Regions from separate parts of the Mus musculus genome. Here region 2 is linked to region 1. The links are chromatin contacts, called in public Hi-C maps. All regions are on one chromosome and are shown on one strand. The core of a region is the stretch at or near the end of the contact, and the rest is flanking DNA. Distances in the headings are between cores, read along the strand shown.

Region 1 (3,678 bases), core at 730-3,229:
AATGTGTGTGCTGGGACTGTTTTGTGGCAAGGGCTTGACTATGTCATACAAACTTGGGAATGGAAGGACGCAAGGCTAATGAGTGGATTGGGTAAAGCAGTGGTATAGCAGAATCCATAGCAGAATCTGTGCAGAGCAAAGGGGTTTAACACAGGCACTCTCTTCTCTTTGTGGTACGCCTAATACTTCTCCATGATGAAGCATTTGGGGGTACCCCCAGCTCTGAGCTATGTTTTCTCTCTACACAATGGCATTCATGAGTGATAAGCTCACCTTTTCATGTTTATCCCCTGCAGAGCAAGATATTCTTGCTCTTTAAGACTCAGATTGGGTGAGCCTTTTTCAAGATAGAATGGCAGGGAAGCATCCCCAGGCCCTCCAAAGAAGATAGGGCTCCACCTGGTTCCTCTGTAGGGGCTGAAGAACTTGCTGCTCTTCCCTTCTTAGCACTTGTCTTACTGCAATGTACATTGGGGTCACTGAGAAGGGACAAGGCTCAGGGGCATCTGTGAGGAGGTCTGAAGGACCCTGGTCCTCCACCTTGGGACTCTGACCATGGTTATCTCCTAAAGACACCAACTGTATAGGGAACCAGGAGCTCCTGTGAGTGCTTCACTCTGGGTTTCTGGAGTATTGCTTTGTTTTTGTTTTTTTTCCGGACATACCATTGGCTGTCCTGGACCTTTTGAGGCATTCAATGACATGTTGATTTGGGATCCCTTGGGGTGACTCGAGAGCACAGGAACTGTGCAGCACTCCAAATCCTTCAATTCCTTCATTTGCCATTTGACTTTAATATGTATTGTGCACATGATGGTGAGAGGGTACATGTGTGGAGGTCAAAAGAGAATTTTGTGGAGTAAATTCTCTCAGTCCGCCTTTACCAGAGTTCTTGGGATTGAACTCAAGCAAGGCAGACAGATTTGCTTGGCATTTACTTGACGAGCAATCTCACCAACCCTTCCTTTGCTATGTTTTGAGGAGATCCCTCCCAAGTTCTGTTTGTTTGTTTGTGACAGGGTTACTCTATGTATAAAACAGAGTCCTGGCTGGCCTCTAATTCACAGAGATTCACCTGCCCCTACCTCTGGAGTGCTGGGACTAAAGGTGTGCACCAACACAATCGGCTTTTTCCAAGTTGTTGTTCTTGTTCTTCTTCTAAATTGTGTTGATAACGCTGGTTTTGCAAGCTGATCAGAAGTCTGCATATTTACAATGCTTCCCTCTTAGTTTGAGCTCCTGTGGCATCCTGCAGTCTAATTTTGGAGTTTCTTACCTGTAGTAGTGCACAAGATTTGCTAAACTTCCCAAGGACTGACAGGTATGGCTGAGATTGTGAGCAGCGCCTGCGGATGCAGAGGGTTCTGTGTATGCTCTACTTTACCCAGAGCTCACTACCCTACTACCCAGACCCGTTACTGCCAGGAAATAGGAAGTCCTGCTGAGAACTCAGCGTTGAGGTGACCAACTGTGGTCCCAGAGACTGTTCACCCTGGGACTGAGGGATGGGGGATGAGGTGTCTGCAGCAGAGTCTGGGAGAACATTCCAGGTCCCTCTTAAACGCTGCCCCGCCGGCAGTCCTTGATCCTGCCCTCTAGGGCTTGCTGACTCCCCAAGTTACTCCCACTACATCCAGCCCAGGACGCTCCCAAAGCCTATTGTGCCAATCAGTGCAGGCTCCACGGGCCGGGCCTTGGCCGCACACAAGTTACCGCCCACAAACCCATCCCACTACTTTGTTTCCAGATTTCCTCTCTCAGACAATCGGCTCTCCTTCGGCTCCGCATACCGAAAGCTTCGTGGCCTCGGCGCCATCTACAGGCTCCTCCCATACTCGTCCCAGCTCCACCCACCGGCCTACTCCGGGCCCCGTCACTTTAAGCCTCGCCCCTGTCCCAGGCTCCTCCCTCAGCCCGCATTTCCTCCTAGGCTCCTCCCACGGCCCGAGTCGGGTCCCGGGCTGCGCTCCTCGCCCCGCCCCGCCCCGCCCCGCCCTTCTCGCCCGCCCTCCAGTCCCGCCCCGTTGTTGGCTTTTGGCCCGCGAGGCCTCCGGGTTCCAGGTTTGGAGCTTTGCTTCCGGCCGCCCGGAAGGTCGGCGGTTCGGTCCCAGCGTCCCAACGATTCTTGAGTTCCTTTATCGGTCCCGCGGGCGCGGCCGTTGCAGGCAGCGCGGCCCGCACGCGCTGGGCGAATCTGCCGCGACGAATCGGCAGGCGTGGCGCCGGCGGCCTCGCGAGAGTGCGGCGCAGACGGAGGCGGCGCGACGGGCCTTGCGGGCTGAGGGCCGCGGGCGGAGAGCGGACTGCTGAGCGGCTGGGGGGCCGGTGGGGCCCCGCGGCTCCACCATGACGGGCCGCGTCTGCCGCGGCTGCGGCGGCACGGACATCGAGTTGGATGCGGCGCGCGGCGATGCGGTGTGCACGGGCTGCGGCTCGGTGCTCGAGGACAACATCATCGTGTCCGAGGTGCAGTTCGTGGAGAACAGCGGCGGCGGCTCGTCGGCGGTCGGCCAGTTCGTGTCGCTGGACGGTGAGTTCTGCAGCTCGGGCGAGGGGGCCGGGCAGGGCTGCGTGTGCGAGGTCCGAGGGAGGAGTCGAGGCTGGCGGGGAAACTGAAGTAGGTCGTCCTGTGACAGACCGTGGGCAGTCGGACAGGGAAACTGAGGCAGGGCCGGGCCGGGAATCTGCAGCCAGGTCCCCTCCGAGTCCCGTACGCCGATGTAAACTCCGCGATCTGCCCGGTCCAAGCGTCGCGGTCCGGTCCAACGGAGGTCGTCGGGCTGGGTCCCGAAATCTGACAGGCACGGCTTTCAGGCTCGCAGGTTCCGTTTATCCGGTTGGCCACTCTAACAGGTGTCATTGCCCTAAGGGCTATGAAGAAGATGTGCCCAGCCTCAATTCTCTGCCCAGTCGCCTGAGTCCTTATCTTTTTAAAATAAGGGTTTGTTTCCTAACCGTTGAATGTCGAGTCTCTAGGTGAGTTATACTTCCAAGTCTTTCTTTGTATATCTGATTCTTGAGGCAAATGTTACTATTTTGACCAAAGGTTTTACATTTTGAAGCATTCCAATTTGTCGCCTTTTCTTTCTTGAGAGTTTCCTTTGTCACGAATCTAAGATGTCTTTGAGTCACCGCGTTTGTCTTCTAAAAGTTATTGTTTACACTTTTACGCAGTTTTGTTTTTATTTTCTGTAGACTGGGGATCTAGCCCAGGGACTCTGGCACACTAAACAGTTCCCAAATCCCTATGTCAGTGGAAGCCTAGTCCACATTTTTTGAGTTAAGCCTTGTGGAAAGTGGGATGTGCGGGCTGAGGCTCCTTTCTTGTCTGCGGAGGTACCATTTTCCACACATAGTTTGCTGAAAGGATTCCTTTTTTTTTTTTTACATGGAGTTACCATTGTTCCTTCCGCAGAGGTCATTGTCTGCCCCCCTGTGTGAGTCTGCTCCGGGTTCTGTAGTGCATTCAGCCTGACCTTTTGTTTACATTTAATGTTTTGCGATCAGAATTGTGAGCCATCCAGCTTTTGCCTTCCTCTATGGACTAGTGTATTTGTAATCTCTTTCCCTTGGACTGTATGTAACTGTATTTGCATATTTATATGTATTGTGTGTATGGAGCTGGAGCCCAGGTCTTGCTCATACTAAGCAAGTGCAGTGCCACTGAGCTCTCTATGT
Region 2 (3,190 bases), core at 247-2,746, 5.3 Mb before region 1:
TCAATAAATGTGGAACGCTTTAAGCCTAGTGTGTAATGGTGTCCTGTCCCAAGGTTCTTTTTAGGGACTTATTTCCAGCTTTGGTACACTTCATCAGTCGCTCATATGGTCGGTCCCTGGTATCTTGATTTCATGTCTTTGGAGAGAAGCTAGGGGCCGGTTCAGGAGCATTTGACAAAGTGCTTTGCGCAGCTAGCTGTGAATTCCACTTGCCTAGAAGCTTACGCTAAAACCATGACCAGAGCTGACCCACATGCAGCCAGGCTTTCCTTTGCCCGGACAACCTTGTGAGACCTCTAGGAGCGAGAAGCGCGCCAAGAACGCAGACTCTAAGGCGCACTCGTGGCCACCCTAGAAGACAAGTCACTAATCTGCACCAGCAGCCAGCCAGAGATACGACAAATAAAATGGAAGCTCCTGCTCGGTGGGAACACAGGCCTCGCGCTGAGACCGGAGGCCCCGGCAAGCTAGGTGAGCAAAGAAAGCAGGGCGAAGGGGATGTACCCCAAGTCAGCTTCATTCAAACCCCGAGGACACCAGACCCCGCCTCCCAACACCTCGGTCCGCTCAATCGCCGCGCGCTCCGGGTGTGAGCTCGCCCCGCGGGGAGCGGCTTTCAGCTGAGGGGGCGGTGGCAGAGGCGGTTCGGGCAGCCCCACTCGGCCGATAGGCCCAGGCAAACAACACCCATTTCTCCCTCCCCCCCGCGCGGGGTTCAACTCCCACTCGGCCCCGGCCACGCCCTGCTGCCACCGCCCCCTCGGGCAGCTCTAGGCTCCGCAGCCAGGCCGCGTTCGGGGGCGGGAGGAAGGCGGTGCCTCAATCGGAATAGCCGTCAAAAACTACGAGGCCCGAAAGCCTTTGCGGGAGAGGCCCGCCCGCCTCCTCCCACGACTCACTGTGCGTCAGCGGCCTCATCCAATGAGAGCCGAGCCAGGGAAAAAGGGCGCCCGGGTCCGGATGCGCCTTAGGAAAAGCCATGCTCACGCCGAGGGGGCAGCTGGCAGTCCACTCAGACCACGGGATCGCAGGGAGCTCACGCTTCCCCGCGCTCGCCCCGCTCCTCTCCCTTAAGCCTAGCTCCATGTCTTCCTTCCGCGGCCCCTCGCAGGATGCTGCGGCGCGCTTTTGAGTGGAGGGCGCCGGGAACTGAGTAGGGGGCGGGATATCCTGAGACAACAAGTTTGGCTGTATGGAGGGCCTGCCGGCAGCAAACCGCAGCTAGCTCACCGAGAGGGCACGCTCCGCGGGCCGGGAAGGCAGAAGCCGAACAGCAGCGAGCACCAGCCGGGCAAAGGGGAGGAGAAAGGGCGGCCCCAGCGCCCCGGCCCCGGCAGGTCGGCGGCCAATCCGCTGGGGGAAGGGGTGGAGAGTCGGCGGCGCCGGCGGAGGCAGGCCGAGGGGGGTGGGGAGTCGCCGCGCTCGCGCCGCCCTGGCTCCGCCCCCCGGCCCGCGCCGCCGCCCTCGCCGCGCGCCGCCGCTGTCAATCAAGGGCGAGTCAGCCGGGCTCGGGCGGAGAGAGGAGCTGCTACGCCACAGCCCAGCGGCGGCCATTCGCGGAAAAAGAGGCAGAGCCTGTGCCAGCTACAGCCTCCTCCGAGCCACCGCGGGCGGGCGGGACCGGCCTCTCCTCCCGCCTCGCCCCCACCCCCACCCACCTCTATCCCAGTGTCTCTGAGAGGGTTTGTCCTGTTAATGCGGGATGAGCGGTACGTATTCTCCACCCCCCTCGGTCTCCTTCACCGCCTCCCTTCGTCCCTCCCTCCCCAGACCCTGCTCGCTTCCCCCTCCCCCGGGGCCGCCGAGATGCTGGAAGGGGAGGAGGAGAGGGCGGGAGGGAACCAGGGGGAGGGAAGGAGGGCTGTGTTTTGTCTTAATGTCTGAGCTAGAACAACCTCCTTCTGGGTGTTGCTCTGGAGCCTATGGGTCGGGTTTCAAACCACGTTTCGTGAGAGCCCCCTCCTCCCTACCCTCCTTCTCCCCCACCCCCTGCCGGTGTGCACGGATCGCGGGTTTACGGAGATTAATGTTCAAGAGGAGGGAGGGGGAAGAAGGGAGGAGAACGAATAATAATAATCCTAATAACCTGTTGTCGTGTGTGTTGGTGGTGGTGGGGGGTTGTTGCAGATCAGAAGAAGGAGGAGGAGGAGGAGGCGGCAGCGGCGATGGCTACAGAAGGAGGGAAAACCTCTGAGCCAGAGAATAACAATAAAAAACCCAAAACCTCAGGCTCCCAGGTAAAAGCAAACGTTAAAAGAAAATTCAACACAAAGCTTTAGGGAAGAGAGGGAGTTATGCTCTTTAAGTACCCAGAAGTAAAGAACAGAATAAAAATGTTTATCCATTCAAAGCATCTTTCTGAGTGAGGAACTTAAATCGTAAATTCTTGAAGATTTCCCATCGTTGAGGCTATAACGATGTTTATATTACACCAGGAATTCAGACTGTTAGAAGAAGGTGTCTATTTTCCCAAGGGCATTTTGAGTTTAGAAGAATAACACTTTAAGAAAGTTTACCAGAAAATTCCTTTTTATTTAAACTTTATGTAATAGGACTTGCCTTTTTATTCATATAGCTTCTATCACCTGCTTTTGTTCATATTTCCTTTTTAATTCTGCTGCCTATTGAGTGTGTTCTGATACTTAGAGCTCTCAAAATAAATAACCCCCTCCCGACTGCTGTCTTCCACTAAATCCGCCCACTTTTTTCCCCTCCCTCTCCTTTCCCCTCCCATTTTGGGTAGGACTCTCAGCCCTCTCCTCTGGCTTTACTGGCAGCTACTTGCAGCAAAATAGGGACTCCTGGTGAAAATCAAGCAACTGGACAACAGCAGATTATTATAGATCCAAGCCAAGGATTGGTGCAACTTCAGAATCAGCCACAGCAGCTAGAACTGGTGACGACGCAGCTTGCTGGAAACGCTTGGCAACTTGTTGCCTCCACTCCTCCTGCTTCAAAAGAAAATAACGTTTCTCAGCCAGCTTCTAGTTCATCTAGTTCTTCCAGCAGTAATAACGGGAGTTCCTCTCCTACAAAAACTAAATCAGGTAATCCTTCCACCCCTAATCAATTTCAAGTCATACAAGTACAAAACCCAAGCGGTAGTGTACAGTACCAAGTGATCCCCCAACTTCAGACGGTGGAAGGCCAGCAAATTCAAATCAACCCAACTAGTAGTTCATCTCTACAG

What was found. Hi-C and Micro-C count contacts between places; a contact is called where the count stands out from the background.
Region 2: a Hi-C map of muscle stem cells shows a contact between it and region 1, with 6 times the contacts expected there. The contact joins the promoter of Sp4 here to the promoter of 9230104M06Rik in region 1. A contact is called at or near these places in 1 of 39 promoter capture datasets (maxillary cranial neural crest) and 1 of 484 Hi-C or Micro-C datasets (muscle stem cells).

The regions. Positions count from the first base shown.
Region 1 is chr12:112,999,025-113,002,702 of GRCm38.p6, reverse strand. It overlaps 9230104M06Rik (a long non-coding RNA gene), which reads right to left and starts at 1,979. Exons shown (of 3, transcript XR_001780729.2): 1 at 1,791-1,979; 2 at 1,277-1,346. It overlaps Brf1 (BRF1, RNA polymerase III transcription initiation factor 90 kDa subunit), which reads left to right and starts at 2,082. Exons shown (of 18, transcript NM_028193.3): 1 at 2,082-2,530. The coding sequence starts at 2,347.
Region 2 is chr12:118,299,746-118,302,935 of GRCm38.p6, reverse strand. Sp4 (trans-acting transcription factor 4) reads left to right here and starts at 1,496. Exons shown (of 6, transcript NM_009239.4): 1 at 1,496-1,709; 2 at 2,128-2,237; 3 at 2,744-3,190. The coding sequence starts at 1,703.